Regions from separate parts of the Mus musculus genome. Here region 1 is linked to region 2. A link is a contact called in public ChIA-PET data. All regions are on one chromosome and are shown on one strand. Each heading gives the region's core, a stretch centred on a gene start, on an enhancer-like site or on the middle of the called end of the contact. The rest is flanking DNA. Distances are from core to core; before and after follow the strand shown. Region 1 has its middle 46 kb from the start of Smpdl3a. Region 2 holds the start of Smpdl3a (sphingomyelin phosphodiesterase, acid-like 3A).

Region 1 (5,248 bases), core at 324-2,823, 48 kb before region 2:
CTACATGTATACCAATCCCATCCTCAAACCCAAACCCAAACCCCACACCTACCTCCAAACCAAACCTAACCCCAACTTATAAACCTACCCATACAACTACCTATCCCCTACCCATACAGCTACCCTTACACCTACACTTACACTAAACTCTATCCCTACTCCTGACCTTACACCTTACACCTAAACCTACATACATACCATACATCTATCCATATATTTCTATCTAAAAATACCCTAACCATTACCCTAACTCCCAATCCTAATCAAAACCTAAATTCAATGCCTATATAATCCTAATCCTATACCTACCCCTAAACCTTCCCTTTCTCCTACACCTGACTCTACTTCTCAACGTAACTCCATCACTACTTCTATCCTTACACTTATACTTCTTTTGCTTTCTCTCTCCTTCCCCTTCCCCTTAGCATAACCATAATTCTCACCCTAACCCTATCTCATACTAACCCTAACCCTAATTCTAACATAACCCTTATCCTTACCCTTAAAAAAATCATATCTTTGCATTACCCTTACTCCTACTCTTATTTACATTTAAACTTACCCTTAAACCTACCGTTATACTTACCCCAACCTCTTCCCAGAAATTTATCCTACGCCTTACACTTCTGCCACCACTACCACAACCCCAACACCTTAACCCTTACTGATGTGGGCTGCCCTGATGCTATTTGTATTCTGATGTTAATCCTGCTTGCCTCAAGAAGGGCTTCCCTCCATCCAGCAGCTGATCAGCACTCAGGTTCTATCATGTGAACCTACTGCCCATATTAACCACTCAAAGTCTAGAGCCTGTGCTTGGGCAGTGAAAGGAAAAGGTGGGATGAAAGGTCTTGGAGAATTAGGGGAGCTAAGAAGAGAGAGAAGAAGGGAGGAGAGGACAGAAGAGGAGGAGGAAGAGAAGATGGTGCATAGCCATGTGACAGGGAGAGACTGTAAGTAGCAAGGGTCTCATAGCTGGGGAATAAGTTGGTATAGCGATAGAGCTGCCCAATCTAGGCATAGAGCTTATAGATATAATAACTTGAAACTGTGTTTTTATATGGGTTTATTGGGGTTACAAATTACTGCAACACCAATGTCTCTCTTAGAACCCAACTAACCAGAGATAAAAGTCCACTCCACCTCCCTCCACCCCCCTCCCCCCCCAAAAAAACAGTCAAGGCTGCACTCTAAAGCTGCAGCAGTGCGTAAATTAAATGCTGACGGGATCTAAGAAGTTTGCAGAGAACTACTGAGAAGCTCCCTCCCCAAGACACAACAGGGTTGGGGTGCCCTGAGCCTAAAGAAGGACCAAAGACCCTGGGGTGCGATTGCCTGTAGAACAGCCTTCACGGCTGGGATTTGAGAGCCCCAAAACCAGCAATTAACCTTCTAAAGCCTTCTTTCAGGCATAGCTGGCAGATCTGGGCATCTCTGACCTATGAGCCTTCCCATGCTCATTTCCCTGTATCCTCCAGGTGTAAACAGAACCCAGGACAGCTAGACCTGCTCTACCACCCGAGAGCTTGACAAACTCAGCTGGTCTCCAAAGGCAGGACCATCCAGAAGTGAACTGCAGTGTTCCCAGTTGAACAGCAGAGGGAGACAAACGTACATGAAGCTCCAGATTTTAAATACTTAAAGATGAGAAACACAATAAATACCTTTTAAATTTTATTGATGATTTTTTTTTTTGAACGGTTTGGCAGGGATGGATTTAAAAGAAGTTCACACCTTGTCAGTTATAATTATTACAATGTTAGGTAGCGTGGTGACCTGCCCTTGGAAGGACACTGCAATAGCTATACCCTGAACATATGGAACATATCTCATCATTTGTCTTACTAAATTCAGAAATAGCTCCTGACCTGCTGCTGGCCTCAGTAGGGGCTGACAGGTGAAGCATTCTCAAAACCCAGTTATTTTAAAACATCTTTAGCCTCAGATATCAGATCAGAGCTAGGACCCACACTTTCTACTGACTCTGTCAGCCAAGCAACAACAAGGTTCTTCTTACAAGGTTCTTCTGGTTATTGTATCATATTAGCAAGCCTCTCCGTGCTCCCAGTATTTCTATTGAGACAGCCAGCAGATCCTCCTTGCTCAATTTCAGCTGTTTTGCCATTCCCAGCCCCATTCCCCTGTACCCATAGGCATTTCAAGCCCAAACCCTACCTCTACCCCAACCCCAATCACAACCCAAAACCCCTTATGTTAATACCAACTTGTCTTTTTTGTTGTTGTTGTTCGAGACAGGGTTTCTCTGTGTAGCCCTGGCTGTCCTGGAACTCACTCTGTAAGACCAGGCTGGCCTTGAACTCAGAAATCCGCCTGCCTCTGCCTCCGGAGTGCTGGGATTAAAGGCGTGCACCACCACGCCCGGCCAACTTGTCTTAATTAGGGCTTCAATTGCTGCAACAAAACACTATGACCAAAAAGCAGGTTGGGGAGGAAAGGATTTGGTTCACACATGGACATTTATCAGGAAGTCAGGACAGGAACTCAAATGGGGAGGATCCTGGAGGCAGCTTACTGGTTTGCTTCACATGGCTTGCTCATCCTGCTTTTTTATAGCACCTAGGACCACCACCAGCCCAGGGATGACACTACTCACAGTGGGCTAAGTATTTCCCATTGATCACTAATTAAGAAAATGCCTTCTTACAGCTGAATCTCATGGAAGCCATGGAAGTGTTTTCTTTATGATGACTCTAGCTTGTGTCCAGTTGACACAAAAAAACAGCCAATACAGTGAGTATCCACCAATCAGATAAGACTACCTATCCTTGCACTTCAAGTTTGAGACTAATGACCCAAAATACAAAACAAAACAAAACAAAACAAAACAAAACAAAACAAAGGACCTTATCTTTATGAATTACCCAATCTTGGACAATTTTTTAAAGCACTAGAAAATGAACTTTGAAGGTGCTTCCTCCACCCTATTTAGAAAGGAACAACAAAGCCAGTTTCTCAATTCTAAATCTACAATTATTCAAGGAAGAGGTACATGTCCTAGGAATATGTACATTGTTATGCGTTCTGGATTGGATTTAGGAATTATTTAAATAATTCTCTGCTTGGTACAGAAGCTTTAGTAAGGATGGTGGGGGCAGATCTCATATGAATATTGTGAAGATGTGCAACTTTTAGCTAAACTATAGGGTTTGTTCTCCTCTTTGTTCTCCATGGTGAATCAGAAAAACCAAAATTCCATTTCCTCAGGTGATCAGAGCTAGTGTTCTTTCCCCTAAAGTAAGCTATGAAATTTAGACTCAGCCCCTCTCCCTGTCTCTTCTACTACATCCATCCCAAGAGGTCCTGTCCACAATCACCAGATAGAGAATACTGTACAGAGTGGTCAAGAATTGTCTAAGCAGACAGTCCTGATTTCCCCTCACTCTTACCCTATGCCATGACCCTCTCCATTCAATCACATTTCTTCTCTTTTGTCCATGTTTCACTGGACTAAGAGTAAGAACAGGCAGCATTCCCAGGGTTTTTATTTATGAAGGCTTCTGAAAATTTTAATTAAGTAAATGTGTTCTGCTGTTCCCTTGTGAAGAAGTCTTTTCTAATTGGAGCCTAACCATGGCTCTTACTGTTGTGTTCCTATACCCTCCCACATGTTAGGTTGACACAGAAAGTGACTCCCCTAAATTTACCTAACTGCAACACACAAATTCTGGCATACACTCAATATGATAGAATAGAAAAGATTTTTCTGGGTTGTTATAGAGCCTTAGATGAGACTGAACATAAAACTGACAAAAAATAGTTAAAAAACAAACCTTAAATTTTTACTTTGTCATAAAATAAATGGAAGTGCATGTAAGTATTTTCTCTCTATAATCAATATTTTGAAAACTTAACACTTTTGAATGACTAGACTCCACAGGCTGAAATCTAGACAACTGATATTTTAAAAGCCAAATAAACAACAACAACAATAACAAAAAAACAACCTTTACTCTCTCTTGGCTTTTGTCAAAAGTCCAGTATTCCTTCAGGGCACCTTTTGGAGTCAATGAGTCATTATTTGCCTATGATATACTGTTCTAGTTTTACCTCTTTTGCTGTAACAAACTGTGATCAAAATCAATTTGTTTTTTAGATTATAGTTTATCACTGAGGGAAGCCAGGGCAGGAACTCAAGGCAATAACGAAACAAAACCAAAAGAGTGATGTCACTTATTAGCTTGCTCCCAGACTCACATTCAGCTGTTTTTTCTTAAACAGACCAGGCCTACCTGCCTAGGGATGGTGATGCCCACAGGGGGCTGGTTCCTTCTCTATCAACTAGCTAAAATCAAAACAAAACACAAAAGCAAGCAAACAAACAACAAAAACTCCAAAGACACACCACAGCCCAATCTAATGAAGTCAATTTCTCAGCTGAGGTTCTCTCCACAAAGACACCCAAAAGGGTTCCACACTGGGTAGCTGAAACTATAGTAAAAGAAAAGATTTCTTTCCTCCCTTACCACTTGGTTTTAATAGAAAATGTAGTAACAAGAGAAAAACATTCACACTTATTTAAAATGTTTTCCATGACAAGGAACATTAAAAACTAAACACTCACACAAATAAATCTGTGAAATTCTTATAATAGGTTTTAAGAGAATTTCATAAAAATGATTGAAGAAAAGAATATAATATAATAATGGAAAATTGGAAAACACGTATCAAGGGCTCCTTCAGAGCATTCGTAATCTGTATCGTCCTCCTGAGTGTAGAGAGGGGGGTCTGGAGTGAGACTTTATGTGAGGGAAGAAAAGCAAGGGAGTAGATGACCATGACCTCATGCTTCTGTTCGGTTCTCACATGTGACAGTATTGGGGGCAGCATGTCCTAAACCATGCCAACTATAAAAGCATCTTTTATATACCTGACACAATTGTCATCTCAGAGGCTTACTGGCTCCATCTTCTAATCTAGGCCTAGTCCTGGAAGCTTCTAGCCTCTGTACTATCTTACCCAGGCCTAGAATTTTTTCAGCTTATGAGACTTACTGCTAAATAACCTCACTCCTAGCTTTTCCTGAAGTCTGGCTAGCTGATCAAATCACCTGTTCTGGATCAAACTCCTCTTCAAGCTGACTGATTCAATCTGGATTCTCTCCCTGCCTCTGACTTTTTGTTTGGCTTGGCCCTAAACTAACTTTGGCAATCTGTTCTAACCTTCTGGCTCCTCGTTCTTTAGCATTTTCTACCTGTGCCTAGCTTGTTCTCCCTCTGCAACCTATCTC
Region 2 (4,718 bases), core at 406-2,905:
TTCTAGTCAAGTGGAAAGCAGGTAAAATAATCCATGCAATGTGAAACCAGAGTCAACAGGTCTGGTTATTCTCTCTCCCTCCCGCTACCAAAACAGGAAGGTATCAGAAGGAGAGTCACATGATCACGGGCAAAGTTTTATGACTTCTTTCAGCAATTAATTCATTAAAACCAAAGGCGAATTTACCTGTGGTGCAGCCTGAGACATTTCCAGGTCAAAATCCGGAGCAGTCACAAATTTAAAATAGCACAATTCCAGCAATATAAAAACACGAGGCAGCCACATATGTACACATTCTGGGGGCTATTTCTGTTACAGGTGTTATTTGCCAGAGTTGACAAACCGGACATACAGCTGTGGCTTGCAAAAGCTTGACAGCTAAGTCAGGTGTACTTCACTCATAAGCAAGGAGAAGGGATTCCCTGGACCCCATTCAGGGAAGTCCTGTGCAGATCAGAGGCAGGCATGGAGAGGAGGCAGACAGCAGGAGAGTTTCAGTTCTGAGCACAGGTGAAAGTCTCAAGGATAGCTCTCTCTGCAAATCAAAACAAACCCCCCAACTAGAGCAATTATTTTTAAACGGAGCTAGGGAGATGGGGGAGGGGAGCGTCACCTTAAGTTTTAAAACCCAGAAGGCAACCTACAGTCTTACTAAACATTCAGTCTGGACGGGGATTTTCTAATTTGAGAGGGATGAAGAGTGTTAAACTGTGCCCAGGAATCCATTCCCACCGGTCTGGATCCAGTAATTTTGGAGTGGGGCTTAACTTACCGATTTTTTTTTTTCCCACCAAGTTTGGCAGCTGCTACTGCTGGGTGGAAGGAGACTGAGGGGGCAGGGCAGGGCAGGGCAGGCCAAGATTGCAGAAACAGAGTAATAGGCTCCCGGTAAACAGAACACACCACAAACGCAAGACCCCAAGTGCACCAAGGGCTGCGGAAGGGCTCAGGGGTTTTATGTTAAGAACGAAAGAGACCAGACGCCTCGGAGACCTGAAGAGGCAGAATTAGGCTCCGACGTCACTGAGCAGAACAGAATAGGACTGAAGCTACATCCAGGTGTAGGGACCCTGTAGGTCCTCCTCTGCTCTGGGCAGACTAGGTGACTCCGGGAATGCCCACAGCCAATTCTGAGCGGCATTTCCCACCAGACAACAGCTTCAGACTTTCCTCCCCTGGGAACTAAACCACCCAGACCCGGGATGTAAACAAACGCCCAGCAGGCGGCTCGGCTCCATACTGGCGCCCACGGGGCGCCCCCACCATGACTCAGACCCAGTGACCTTGCTGTCTGGCCTTTGGCCACAGTGACCAGTGTGGCGGCGTCCTGTGCCCCGCTGCCTACGCACCCGGCACCTTCATGACTTCGCCGACCCCCTCCACCGTCCTGTGCAGTCCCGATCGGTCCACTCACCCACAGCTGGGGCGCGATCCGCCGGCGCCAGGGGCACCCCGAGCCCCGGGCCGCAGAGCCAGGCAACCAGTAGGCAGCAAAGGAAGTTGCCCAGCAACGCCATGGTGGAGGCCACTGCCCCAGGACGCTAGACTGGAGCTTGGGCGCCGCTGAGACCCGCAGGCCCTAGGGGTGGAGAGGAAGCCAGAGCCTTTCCTTGTGTTGACGCCCAGCAAGCAGATCACGTGTAATATTAGATTCCCCTGAGCACGAGTTCTTCTGACCTTCTGGACTCCTTTATTTTAATATGCTTCCTTAATTTCTTAGGTCAATGGGAAACAATGTTCTTGCTCCAACCCCGTATTGTTTCCTTCCCTGAACCCCAGGAGCGCCTACCTGACAGGGCCATTTAGCAGAGGTACTTGAAAAGGCAGGAGAACCCTGAATCATAGTTAAGACAAACGAGTACAAGAATGGGTTTGGATTTCCTCAATGGTTTCGCTACCTGGGATTTATGACAGAAATGTAAACTCCCAAGCCTCAGGCCACCGCTGATAAATGAACAGATTAGCTGGGCTGGCCATGTGTGGCTTCATAGTACTCCAAGGTGATAGATAGGTGGAGTCGGCAAACTATGTCCCAGGTTCACCAGGCTGAACGTTTTCCTTTCCACAACTGAGTTAAGCACGTCCTCATGCAACCTACCTGGTAAATACAAATAGAGACTGTTGATTTTTCTATTCCAAAAGTTTTATAAGTATTGGCAAAGACACCAAAACCCACAGACTGTGTGTAATATGTATTCTTTGTTCTCTCTCTAGGAATTTATGAGAATGCGCTCTCTTTATAATATAGCCAACAACTTTAATTTATAAAACGTAGGGTGTCTTTGGAGAAGAGCAAACCTTTGAGAGATGCTGACCTCATAAAAGATGTGAGCTGTGGCGTCTTGAGGAAGCCGTGCTGTGTTAAAAGGTCCTGACAAAATACTATGCTTTAGCTGAGTTCAAGGTACTTATTATGGGAAGATGGGTGTTTTAGGTGGACACCCACATTGTCTTGGGATACCATGGCCTCTTTAATACTCAAATGCCTTAATTTGTGTATCTAGCATACCATTTTCATGATTAAAAGAGTATCTCTGTCACTAAGCTTAAATGGTTTTTCAATATCCTCCAACTATAGAATTAAGAATACTACATTGAAACTTTATAGTTTACCTACTTAGATTTACATTCTTTGTAATAGGAACATATCTGGTAAGTGTATTGATTTATTATTTTCTTTGTTCTATAACTGTAAGTTTCTGTAACCTATTCCATGTTGAAACAGTCATTTAGAGAAACCAGGATCTGTGTTCTTAGCCTAGGATCACACATATTTGGCTTAGGATACATTATTTTTGTATTTTCTTTAGGTACTTTTACCATTATATTTTACAAATATATTTATTTTCCATCAGAGGAAAAAAACTTTGTTTTATATCTGCATGATTTAGACATTATATCTTGTGAATAAATTTTTTTTAATGGACACTAAGTTTCCTTTCAGATCCTGGTAGACTCCTCCAAGTTTTGCTACATCATTGGGGTGATTCAGAGCAGTTCAAGAACCATGCATGCTTCCCTGCAACAGACATGGTCACTTCTGCAATTTCTCAGTCTACAGTCTAAAGAGTACAGGGAAAGTAAAGCCGGGAAATGGTGGTGAGCTTGAAATGCAGAAATGGATCAGCAAGATAGCAAGAGCTTGAACATTTTAAAAGAAAGTGAACTAATGATCAGAATACCAGTTTTGCTCATTATAACTGTGATCCAACCAGAGATGATCATTCAGACACAGTTGAGAGCCGATTGCAAGCCAGCTGGCTGGAACTATGTTCAAGTGTTCGGGATGTAAGCTTATTCAGAGCAAGTCTTTTAAAGAGAAAAACCATATCCTGGTATCTCACTTTGCATTGGCAGAGGTAGGTTTGCACAAGCAAGCTGTTTAGCAGAAGCGATAAGTTAGCTGCAGCATCTTGGCCTTTGGTCCTACAATAGAGTCGGGTAAATTCCCAGTGGATTCTCCATTAAAGAGATCAAATTCTAGTTAAGCCTGAAATGGCCTCAGTAAGAATACAAGATAGAGGAACATCTGCAGTGTCTTGCCTTGTCAAACATTATTTTTCAACTTCTAAGACATGTTATAGGAAGTAAATTGGTTGTGAAATAACTTCAGTTAAGACAAAATATGAAGCACACACATTGTGAAACCTTTAAAATGCTTGAGAACATAAACTGATAATGTTTTAAGTGAGCAATGGAAGCCACAGCCTCCTTTCTACTCACTAAGAAGAAGCTCAAGGCTTCAGTGTTCCACACGCTGATATACCTGCAGTGTAAGCCTACTCCTGTAGGTCTTCAGCCCCCATGCATTTGTCTTTATCTGAACCAGGGAAAATGTGAGATAAAAGCCCCAAAAATAAATAAATAAATAAGTAAATAAATTTTGATGACTGTCAGTGGTTCATCTCTGTTGTAATGAACCATGAAACTAGTTTTATTGTTGTGAAGAGACATCGAGGCAATGGCAACACATATAACAGAAAACATTTCACTGGTGTTTGCTTATAGTTTCAGAAATTTAGTCCATTCTCATCAAGTGTGCATGTAGAAATGCTACCAAAGAAGTAGCTGAGAATTCTACATCTGTATCTGCGGGCAACATGAACAGAGAGAGCAGCTGGATCTGGCTTGGGCTTCTGAAACCTCAAAGCCCACCCACAATGACACACTTCATCCAACAAGACCACACCTTCTAATCCTTCCAAATAGTGCCACTTTATAAGCATTATGAATTTATGGGGGCTATTAATATTAAAACCACTATAGAAGGTAAAGTTTTCTTTTCTAGATTATAGTCCATCATTAAGAGAAGTCAGGTCAAGAACTCAAGATGGAGCTTGATGCAGAAACATAAAGAGTGATTCTGGCTCTTGCATACACTTACTCTTAGTGAGCTTTCTTATAGAGCTCAAGTCCACAGGCCCAGGGAATGGAGTCACCCATAGTGGGCTGCATCTTCCTTTATCACTTAACAACAAAGACCCCATATACATTAACATTGGCCAATCTGATTTGGGCAATCTCTCAATTAGGCTCTTCTTCTCAAGGGAACCTAAACAATGCTAAGTTGTCAGTTAATGCTAACCAGTACAGTGGTCTATGAGTGGATTTTATACAAAAACTTTTAGGTTAGTTTACAAATTTGAGAACTTTGAATTTCAAAAGTGTTGTTTCCTCAATCTCTTGGTCAATTTGTCCTTGGTCTTGGGAAATATCCC

What was found. ChIA-PET counts read pairs in DNA pulled down with a chosen protein or histone mark.
Region 1: an RNA polymerase II ChIA-PET map of neural stem cells shows a contact between it and region 2, with 3 times the contacts expected there. The contact joins the enhancer-like site here to the promoter of Smpdl3a in region 2. A contact is called at or near these places in 3 of 39 promoter capture datasets (liver, neural stem cells and neutrophils), 1 of 15 datasets of contacts at CTCF or cohesin (CD8 T cells), 17 of 484 Hi-C or Micro-C datasets (CD4 T cells, CD8 T cells, LSK cells and 10 more), 14 of 115 datasets of contacts at active chromatin or transcription factors (astrocytes, bone marrow-derived macrophages, embryonic forebrain and 9 more) and 5 of 9 other capture datasets (adipose tissue, bone marrow-derived macrophages, liver and 2 more).

What each region holds. Positions count from the first base shown.
Region 1 is chr10:57,838,381-57,843,628 of GRCm38.p6, reverse strand. No RefSeq gene overlaps it. Among named protein-coding and RNA genes, the nearest start is that of Smpdl3a, 46 kb to the right of the region's middle. Within about 2 kb of position 1,573, at least 4 of the 459 cell types and tissues checked have an H3K27ac peak or open chromatin away from gene starts, as enhancers often do. A contact at or near this core is called in neural progenitor cells and neural stem cells, where this site is marked.
Region 2 is chr10:57,791,481-57,796,198 of GRCm38.p6, reverse strand. Smpdl3a (sphingomyelin phosphodiesterase, acid-like 3A) reads right to left here and starts at 1,655. Exons shown (of 8, transcript NM_020561.2): 1 at 1,415-1,655. The coding sequence starts at 1,517.